3 separate regions of the Gossypium hirsutum genome follow, and regions 1 and 2 are each linked to region 3. A link is a contact called in public Hi-C data. All regions are on one chromosome and are shown on one strand. Each heading gives the region's core, a stretch centred on a gene start, on an enhancer-like site or on the middle of the called end of the contact. The rest is flanking DNA. Distances are from core to core; before and after follow the strand shown.

Region 1 (3,571 bases), core at 893-3,392, 240 kb after region 3:
GTAACAACTCTCACATTACGACTTAAACTTTTTATTGTTTTATGTTAGTGCTTGAACTTGATAATTGTTCCTATATTGAGGCCTAAACTTTAGATAATTATTCTCACATTGAGCTTGACAATTATTTCCATATTGGGACTTAAGCTTAGCAATTGTTCTCACATTAGAACCTTATTTTTAGAGTTTTCAAGGAAATATCAAAGATTAATTTGAACTAAAAAAAGTTTAGGCTTCAATGTGAGAACAATTGCCAAATTCAATGACTGATTTGGACAAAAAAATAATTTAAGGTCTAATATAAGAGTAATTGCCAAGTTCAATGACTAATTTAAAAAAAAAAATTTAGACCAAAAAAGTGATTTAATCTAATGTTTATATTATATATAACTTTTGCAAAGTGCAAACTCAGCTTCTTGAGCCCATAAAGCTCATATTACAAAAGGTAAGGATCAAAAAGAATTATTTTCAATATATGGATCCCACACTTTAATAATATATATTTAAATGCTCACTTACCATTTAGTTCCATTTCTTCAGTAGTTTTCCTTAAAACCCCATTAACAATAGTAGCTAATCTTGAAGTCTCAAAAATCACCTGCATAAAAAAACAAAATCACTATTTAGTTCAAAATAAATTACTCATTAATAAAAATAATGTCTCAAAAAAAAAAACCCACAATTTTTCTTACAGCTCTAGTGAACTTCATTGGCTTAAGATCATTCCATTCAATCGGGTCCTCTGGTCTTTTCTTTTCTCTAATTGCCATATGTTCTTTCTGTAAATTTGTTCATCAATAGATCAAAAAAATTTCATTACAAAGATATGAAGAACATGATTTTTTTTTTTGTTACTTACTCTTAGTTCTTCAAGAATAGATGGATGATCATGTAGGTACTTAACGGCCATCATCGATGTCGTCGACACGGTCTCGTAACCAGAATACAAGATGGTAATGATTTGATCAATGATCTCAGCATCACTTAATTTGTATCTATTATTATCATCTTTGCTCATCAAGTAAGCAAGCATGTCCTTGTGTGATTCTTGACAGCCTCTTCTCTTTCCTATCAGTTGCTTTAGTATTGTAAGTATAATTTTCCTTGCCTGCAAGGTGATAAATGAACAACTTAATCGACTTGAGACTATGGAATGTAATGAAAAACAAAATGCTGATGGATTTTTTACCTTAAGTCCTCGTCGATAATTCGTACCGGGGAGATCGATAGGCAGCGATAAAGTCCCCAACACTAATTTAAAGAACTCATGCATGAATTCTCGTGCTATTGAAGTTGATTCAACACTTGCAATTTGTTTAAGTGATGATAAAAATGCCATCTACAGACATACACAAAAATACATATTAGGAAAACAGAGGAAAACACCTATGAACTAATGCAAAGCTGTAAAAGAAACAAACCTGTTTGGTCTTTTCTTGAATGTCAATGATTTTATTATCCCAATCACTCACAAAATTTCTCATGAATTCATCTATTTTAGGCAAAAGTTGTTGTTTAATCATAGTAGGACTAATGAGAGCAAGCAAAGCTCCTCTCATTTGTTTATGTGTAGAACCATGAACAGCTGCAATGTTACATTTACCCAAGATATCTAACATGGACTGTGGATAACCAGGAACAAGACCTTTAGCTTCATTCATTAGTATATATCTATTAAGCTCTGGATCCATGGAAACAGCTGTAGGACATCCTAGTATATGTGATTTGAAGAAACTCCCATACCTGTAAGGACCAAAATGAAAAAATTACAGAATGTTTGAGAACATTTGAAATGAGAGCGGGGTATGGGGGCAGTTTACCTTGCTCTTTGGTTTTTCATGAAATTAGGACCTTGTTTGAGAAACTCTGTGGTTTCACCAAAGATTGGCCAACCCATAGTACCAGGAGGCAACCCTTTTTTACTGAACTTAAGTTCATTCCATCTTAACAAAGCAGTGCATATAGAAAGGGCCAGAATGAACACCAGTACCAAAACCACCATGAAAAGAGCCATTGTTTTTTTTTTTCTTCTTTTAAAGATCTCCAAAAGCTCTGCAAAAATGGTTATGGGAGTTCTCTCATTAGTCTACATATACTAAAGGGGTGCACACACACCCATATATATATAGGAGTGTAAAGTGTTAAAACCCATAGTCCCACACACCCCTCTCTCTATGTATAGTCCATTGACAAGATAAAAGACATATAGGCTGAACCATGCAGCTCATTAGGAAAGGACCCTACACCTTAAAAAAAGAATTTCAAGGAAATTATATATATTTATTTTAAACATTTAAAAAAGAAGAAGAAGAAGAAAGAAACAGACTATGCAGATTAAGAAAGAATTCATTCTTCAAGAATACGGGGGCATGAATGTTTGTTTGATAGTAAAGATTTTACAGTCTTCTACCAGTAGAAGTAAAAGTAAATTAATCTCAATAATGAAAGAGCAAACCGATTTTTTAATTAAAAATTTTCATTTATTTCTATTATTAAAAATTAATATTTACACATTAATATAATGTACATGTGACATTTCACGTATCACTATTTATATCTACATTTTTTAAGAGTATAAATAGATAAAAAATTTAATAGAAAAAACTAATTTGTTCTTTGAAAAAATATATAAAAATTAATTTTTAATTTTTAAAATAAATAAAATATAATATAATTTAACTTTAAATGAAAGAACTGCATTAGGAGAATGAACCCAATTCTTGTCTGTTTCTTCACATACATATAATGTATGTATATGTGTGTGTGTGTGTATGGAATTACAAAGAAGTTATCTGGATATAATTGGAATAAAAACTAGATGAAAGATGCAACTAATTCAGTCAAAGTAAAATAAAGGTAAAGGTTGGAAATGTGTGATGAGGGTAAGAGGCACATGCATACCACCCTATTGGACCTAAAAATTATATATCTCTCTCTATATTACATAATATAATATATATTATATATAAGCTTACTTCCAAAGCACAGTGCTTCACATGTCTGTCAACAAGATCTGTTCATGGATATACAAAAAAGACCACTAAAAGACAGGCTCCTGGTTACCATGTGAATAAGTGAAGAGAGAGATAGAGAAAGGGGTTTGGTTCCATTGTAACTACTAGTTTCAAGCTTTTGACTGCCCCTCTTTGGCTAAAAGTACCATGGATGTTTTCTTTATTAGGGGTTGGGTTGTTTTGTTTTTTTTTTAAATACACATTACACGTTATAAATAACTGTTTGATTATTTTATCATTTATGTTAATGTTTAACCATAAAATGGAATTTTTTTTAGTACCCAAAGGAAAATTTTATTTTAAAAGCTTGAAATTAAATTATTATTATTATTTTATTGCAACTTATATTTGTGTCTCAGGTTTGTTTTCAACAGAGACTAAAAATGAAAAAAGAAGAGCAAACAGTACAGTTTACAGACTTAGATTGATTACGTGAAGAAGTAGAATTCTTTTGCTTTCTTTTTGATTGATTATACGTTGTGCAGTGTACTTTGGAGGAGATGTACTTTTAACAAATTTATAATTATAATTTTGAAAATACTACTGGTAGAAATTTAAGT
Region 2 (3,692 bases), core at 1,015-3,514, 170 kb after region 3:
CCATTTGGAAGAACAATAGGAGGTGTTGGTCTTTTGAGCTTCATTCAAGGTTTGTGGAGGCTTTGAATATGCTTGGAGGCATTGAAGGTCAGAACTTAAAACATCACAAATATATATATAAGTGAAAAAATTTATGTTTATTAAAAATTTATATAATAATTAAATGAACCTTTGGTTTACTATTGCAGGTTTAAATTTTACTATAAATATCCTTATAATATTATGATTTATTTTGAAAAAAAAATATTTTTTTTAACATAGATCAGTTTGTGCATGGATGCATGGGTTTCATTGTTTTTTTTAAGTGATTTGAATATTTTTCTTTTTTTTTTTTGGAGATATATCAATTTGTGTCATTAGTGGAGGAGTTAGGGGCTAGTAGGTGTCCGTTTTTCCTAAAATGATTTTCTTTTCATTTAGATTCTTTATAATTTATAAATTAGTAATAGTAAAATTATAATTTATTCTTAAAAATGATAAAAATTTGATTTAATTTTTTAAAAATTATAAAGATATAGACTATTAAAATGATAAAATTATAATTTTATTATCGTAAAAATATATAATTTATTCTGCCCAAAAAAAATTCTGACTCTGCCACTATGTGTAATTATTCAAAACACGGGAGGTAGAAAATTTTAGCTTTACAGCTAGAATCGAGAATTTGTTACATGTCCTAATTATTTATTTTTTAAAAAAAATTCAACATAATTTTAAGACGCATTGCAAAATCTCAACATCAATTATAAAATTTAAAATTTCCACCACCAGTCCTAATAATTTTGATTTTCTTTTTTTTTTTCATTTTGGGCATGCAGTGGCTACTCCTAAGCAAATCAGGGACTTGATGCAAGTTGAGGGATTGACAATTGACCAAGTAAAAAGTCATCTGCAGGTTAAATTCAATCTTTTAAGCTTAATTAATAATGCATGCATTATATTATATATAGTTCAAAAAAATAAGAAATAAAAAGTAAAAAAAAAGAAGGGTAAAAATACAATTTATAATTACAAGTAATTCATATAATTATAATTAGACACAAATGAAATAATCATTATAATAACACATTCGTAAAATTATGATTAGAATCAAATCATTGCATGCACATATAAAAGGATTGATAATCGGACTTAAATCAAAATAAAACTAAACAAATAAAATTGAATTTAAAATAAAATCTACATCTACATAAATACTTATAATTAAACTTAAACTTTTACTAACACTACCAAAATAGTAAAAATTATATGGGTACAATTCTTTTGCTTAAAAAAATGTTGTTCAATATATGCATCTACAAATTAAGATTTATAAATGCCAAAATAAATAACTCAAAACATGATCATCTTTGAAAAGGTTTGTTTTTTCTCAACCAAACATTTTATTGATTCAAAATATGATACTTTTTTTAATTACTTCAAACGGCTTTTTGCATTTTATCAAAGCTATTATTATATTTAAATTTGTTAATTGTTTTTGTAAACAAGATATTAGTTTTTACATGCTATCGATTGAGTTTGATTGAGTTTTTCATTTTAATTAATTTTTATATTATAAAATTATATTTTCATCCTTATTATATAAAAAGAACTTAAACCAAATTTAAAACTTAAATTTTGATGTTTGGTCTAACACAAACTTAACATAAAACCTCAAATTTTAATTTGAACTCTATTTCAAACTTTTAAATTTAAATTCAGCTCGATTAGATTACACTTAATTGAGTAAAGAGAGTCTAAGTGAACACTTACCTTCAAATATCAGCTAATTAAATCCAACATTACAATAAGTTAACATAATTAACAACATTTAAATTATAACAATGATTTAGCAAAAACATAATGTTAATTTGAAGTATACCTAATAAATGTTGTACATGCTCTCATAGTGGATGTTTTTCCTTAAACTAATAGCTAAATATTTTTCAATTAAATTGTTGTTGAAACAATTTACAAAAACAAATTATTGAATGTGTATGTCAATTTTATGAGGAGGAGAAAGTTGTAAGAAGGTATCTCTCCGAAACAATAACGTTATTCTTGAGTCCAAAAGTGTATGTACATGTGCAATGGAAATTAATCTAAGTTTTATGTTCCCTACCTAAGATTGCTCGGATACACCAACTTTTCTTTGCAAATTCAAAGTACAGAAACTTATTGTCTTTCAAAAATATTAGAGAGGATGCTTTATATGCTCTGTGAGGGATGGTCCCTTGTGAGGCCAACCCCATTATGTGTATGGGCTAGAAACCCTTTGTGGGGTTTTGTAGTTTTGGCTACTCCGAGCTATTTATATTTGGTTGGACCTGGGTTTGTGCCGGTAAAATATTGGGTATTAACAATGAGTATTAAGTCAGTTTGCATCGGCATAGTTATTAATATAAGAGAATGCGAGTGTCGAGTACATTAAAATATATTATTCTCTTATTTAAAAGTTAAGAAGGGATTATGGTTAATTTTAAACATTGTATCAAAAAATAAAAATTAAAAATCATGATGCTACACTCATATGAAAACAAGTATATAAAAAAACAATAAAAATTTAATTTAATATTAATATATAATTTTCTACACCGTTCACATTGCCAATAAATTAAATGATATTACATCATTAAAAATGAAAATTAAGTTAATATAATTTTAAAAGTTTTTGATAATTTAGTTTTAAATTTTTAATATTATATTTCTGCAGAATTTTGAAATATTATAATTTAGCAAATAACTTTTTTAATTATGTAATTTCAGAAATATAGACTTCATAGTGGTAAGTTTCGATTGGTATAAAAGGCAAACAAGGACGGCTTGGCTCAGCTCGGCTCGGCTTCTTCGAGCCAAGGTGCAATGGTGATCTTTCAACGTCAGCATATTTAGGAGCTTTCCTATGATGTAATTTATTTTAAAATATGTAATTTTTACAGATTAATATATAATTAATGAAAGGAAATTAAAACTCTAAAAATCCCATTTTATTTATGATCAAATAAATATATATTTAATGGAAAGAAATAAATTTTGGTATAATGTGTAATTATATATATAAATTTTAATTTTGTGTAATTTTATACATGACATTTTGATTTGATTTGATTTAATTTTTACAAACCACTATCATCATTATCAATATAAGATCATTTTACATTACATATTACATACACAAATGATTATTCTTATCTAATATAAAAATAAGTTGATGTATTTGTTTCTTTAAGGGGGCATTTGGTTCATTGAATGTAACATTATGGCCTATAAGGTTACATTCTGAATGAGATTATGGTATTTGAATTGTCATCATTTCAACCATCCCGTGATATCACATTACGGAATAGTGTCAAAATGCTGTAATATATGGTGTAATCTCATTACGACTCATTTATTAAGTTATGTAGGATTATGGGTAGAATCTAAGTTTTAAGGGAAAAATACCCTATTATTTTATTATATTAATTAATATAATTTCAGTAGTTAAAATAGCAGTAGCTTATGTATTTTATCTTTTGCTTGGTTATTAGACATTTTCAAAGATTGGGTAGGGTACTTTCTCTTTCATTTACTTTAATTTTTTTACATGTACATGTGAAATAATTTTTCGATCCCATTTTACACAATTTGTTGTAATTTTGTGTGCGAATTTTACATGAGAATTTCAGGATCAATGTTGTTTAGAAATTAATGGTTGTTCAAATGAATTTACA
Region 3 (3,731 bases), core at 442-2,941:
CCATTAAACAGAACATGTAGCTAAACAAATGACTGTAAGCGCTGCAATCACTCAAAGCATCGAAATTAAAAGTACAAGATAACAATACTATACAGCAAGCAGTGCAACACATCACTTATTCACTCAAAAACAGTTTATAAACATCAATATGATCACTAAGACATACACCAATGCTTTTTCCTGCGGAGTTACCAATGGTGGATCGGGATACTTTTCTTCCAATGACTGAGCAATTACATCAGAATCAGGAACCCATTTGTCTTCGAATTTCACTACCGGAACCTTCCCTTCGGGGCTGATTCGTAAGAACCTGAATTCAACCCATTGTTAAAACGAAAATATTGAACATAGCACATTACTGTCTACAGTGTTCCATGGATATACATATATATATATATTACCATTCTGGTTTGTTTGACAAATCTACCAACTTCATTTCATAAGGAAGATGCTTTTCTTCCATAGTCAGCAATACCCTTTGGCAAAAGGGGCCTGAACCACACATTTCACAAATAAATGAATAAATAAATATTCCACCATAACCCAAAATTTCGATAAAAATACCATGAAATCCTTTTTAGTAGGAGTTGAATTGCAATATTCCACCTCTACTAAAAAAATGGGGCAAATTAATCTTTGTATTTTATACTTGTCCTTCTGGTTTCATGCATTTCTATTGAAATTTTCAACAAAAATGACTGATAGAAAGACTAATTTACCCCCAATTTTTTTTACCTAAGAGGGCATAATACAATCTGACTGCCTCCAAGATACTTTTACCCCAAATTTTCTAAAAAATCAAAATTTCCTCCTTTCGACCCTAATTTTCTTTCCCATTCTTAATTTGAAAAGCAATAAAAAATGTTCAATCTTTATGAATTATATATAATTTGATTAATTGAATTCTCAGGATTTTAAAATTGCAATCAAGCTAAAACTAAATACATATAAAGCATATAAATAAAAAAAGAACTGAACTTTTCTTTCTTTCTTTGTTTCACATTTTTTCAGTAAACAAACAAGAACATCATAGAAAGAAAGAAAGAAAGGGATTTTACAGTCAAAATTATATCATATTTCCCAATTCTAAAGAATAAAAATTTCCTCTTTTGGACCCTAATTTTCTTTCCCATGCTTTATTAGAAAACAAAATCAGAAAGCTTCAATCCTTATGAATTATAGTTGATTAGTGAATTCTCAAAACATACAAAGAACAATATAATTGAACTTTTCTCTTTGTTTGTTTTGTTTCACATTTTCTCAGTAAACAAACAAAGAAACAACATCATAGAAAGAAAGGAAGAGATTTTACAGTCGCCAAGCTTATTGGGAGTGGTAACAGAAGCTTTAACGCAGATTTCAAGAGGAGTAGTGTTAATGGCCGCCATTGCAACTGTGAAGGTTCTAAAAGTTGAAACTTTGGGTCCATTTCGATGGTAAAAGGAAGGGTTCTGAGGGAATCGAATGCCCAAAGCTAAATTGTGTTTAAGTGAGGAAGACAATGCTACTGCCGTCGACATTTTTTTTTTTTTTTGTGTGTGTGTGTGTGTTTGAAAGTGCGGATTTTCTTTTTTTTTGGTTATCTCCGTTTATGTTTTTTTGGGAGGCTGTTTGTGATAGGAGGTTCAAACTGTTAACTGTTTTTGTGTTTTGACACGTGGCAAAATTTTTAAAGCGTAAAGGTGTACACCAATTCTGTCTTAAAAGCCTAATTATATATGGGCCTATTACAGGCCTATGTGGCCCATTTTCCTAGCCTATCATTTTTTTCAATATTTGTTTGTTCGGTGTTGATGCGCCGGGCAGCTAGCCTGGCCCAGTCATTTCAGCCTATTTTCGGTTAGGTTTGAGTTTAGATTTTTTTAATTTCGGACTTTTTCGATTTGATTTGTTTTCCTGTTTAAATAATACAAAATTATTATTTTTTAATAGTAAAACTAGTTATTTGGATCGTTTGAGATTCTAGACATGGTTAATGAATAGAACCGAACTTAAAAGATCAGACTAATTGGATCGAGACATTGGTTCGAAGAGAGACATCAGTACAATTGGTTCAGGAATTAGTATGGGCCAGCTAAACTAGTAACCGAATCAAATTTTCATTTGAAGACTTTTTTTTGATAACTTATTTAATCGAATTAGAGGAATTGATTCGATCACCGGTTCAGTTCTAAAAACTTTGGTCCCAGGCTCAAGCCTCAGTCCGGTTCATGGACAGCTTTAGTTCTAGTCATTTGCATTTCATTTTATTTATGAATTATTTCATTGAATATCCTCAAATTATAGCTTATATCTTAAATTATTCTCTAAATTTCGATGCTTCAAAATATTGTAATTAAATGTATAGAAATATCTTAAATGGCAAAATATATATTATTATATTTATTTTTTAAAAAGTAAAGCATTCTAATTTTTATATTTATTTAAATTTAGTAAATATTTTAAAATTAATTTTTTTGGTGAAATGATTAATCAAAATTAGGATATTTTTAAAGAAAGGTGAACACTCTATCAATAAATCTTTGTACTGCCTGTTTTAAAGTGTATAAATGCTTATCTTAAGTAAATGATTATTTTATATATACATATATACTATCTTTTACATTAAACAAAATTATATATGCATTTATAAACATAAAAAAATATGGATAATTATTCAGTACATAGATAATAGGATTTTTGAACTTCACAAGGGAGACTAAGATTTTGCTATAAGTCTACTGACAATCTACTAAATAATTATCTTAAAAGTATTAGCTAGACACTAGAAAAGGAAATTATTTTTATGTATAATATGAGGAGATTTTAAGCTCCACAAGTAGCGTTGAAAATGTAACAAGTGACCCGATTTTTTATATATTTATTTTTTTTAATATTTTTATTATATGCTATGAAATAGATGACACCCTCCAATTTACTTAAAGAGTTTAGAAACTTGGTAACTAGATAATTTTCTATTAGAAATAGCTAAAAAACCAACATTATTATTTTAAGATATTCAAAAAAAAATTCAAAAATGAGAGCATAACACTTATCATTGTCAGTTAATACCAAATTCATAATTATGTAAAGTTAGACAAGTAGTGCAATTATAAGTGTTGAGCTCTTTTTATGGGGGGGGGGGTTTCAAACAAAAGATTTTTCACTCTTTCATGCATTGCACTTAAATATCCACCAATAAATTTCATAGGCAGAGTTAAATGTAGTGTATAAGCCCCACAGATTCATTGAACTTTCATAGGGGACCAAAGTGGGGGGAAAAAACAAGTAATGTCTTTCCTTCTCAAGGTAAAAGCTTTAATGGTTAAATATTAAAAAAAGTTAAATTTAATGCCCCATAGTACCATTATGTCCAACTTTCTAAAAGAAGAATTTGGGACCTCAAATACCCAAAAATCTCAATGGAAACCCTGTTGGAAGCTGTTTTGGATAAGCAACCAATTTGCCCTTAATTTCCCCCTGTGCTATATAAACCCTAACCATAAGGTGTGGATGGCCATCTAAATGTAAGAACCCCAGAAAATACCTAGTAAAATCTTTTACTTTTCTTCCTTCGATAAAATTCAAAAAAGGGTATTTTAGTCCATAAAATTTAAAATTTTAGCTCGAGAATCCCGGTTTCAAATCTTGTAATGTACTATATATTATGTATGTATGCATAGATCAAATAAATGGGGTTTGAAGGGGCAATGATGTTTGAAGTTTTGAATTAATGTCTATACTTAGAGAAT

What was found. A called contact is a pair of places that touch in the nucleus more often than the background predicts.
Region 1: a Hi-C map of leaf shows a contact between it and region 3, with 3 times the contacts expected there. The contact joins the promoter of LOC121232120 here to the promoter of LOC107887344 in region 3. A contact is called at or near these places in 5 of 34 Hi-C or Micro-C datasets (hypocotyl and leaf).
Region 2: a contact with region 3 is called in a Hi-C map of leaf, with 2.8 times the contacts expected there. The contact joins the enhancer-like site here to the promoter of LOC107887344 in region 3. A contact is called at or near these places in 3 of 34 Hi-C or Micro-C datasets (all in leaf).

What each region holds. Positions count from the first base shown.
Region 1 is chrA07:12,296,788-12,300,358 of Gossypium_hirsutum_v2.1, forward strand. LOC121232120 (cytochrome P450 85A) reads right to left here and starts at 2,143. Exons shown (of 9, transcript XM_041117580.1): 1 at 1,818-2,143; 2 at 1,419-1,740; 3 at 1,187-1,336; 4 at 857-1,105; 5 at 690-776; 6 at 517-595. The coding sequence starts at 2,011.
Region 2 is chrA07:12,226,772-12,230,463 of Gossypium_hirsutum_v2.1, forward strand. No RefSeq gene overlaps it. Among protein-coding and RNA genes, the nearest start is that of LOC121232117, 4.1 kb to the right of the region's middle. Within about 2 kb of position 2,265, at least 1 of the 9 cell types and tissues checked has an H3K27ac peak or open chromatin away from gene starts, as enhancers often do. A contact at or near this core is called in leaf, where this site is marked.
Region 3 is chrA07:12,055,220-12,058,950 of Gossypium_hirsutum_v2.1, forward strand. It overlaps LOC107887344 (glutathione S-transferase DHAR3, chloroplastic), which reads right to left and starts at 1,692. Exons shown (of 6, transcript XM_016811545.2): 1 at 1,313-1,692; 2 at 402-492; 3 at 167-310. The coding sequence starts at 1,520.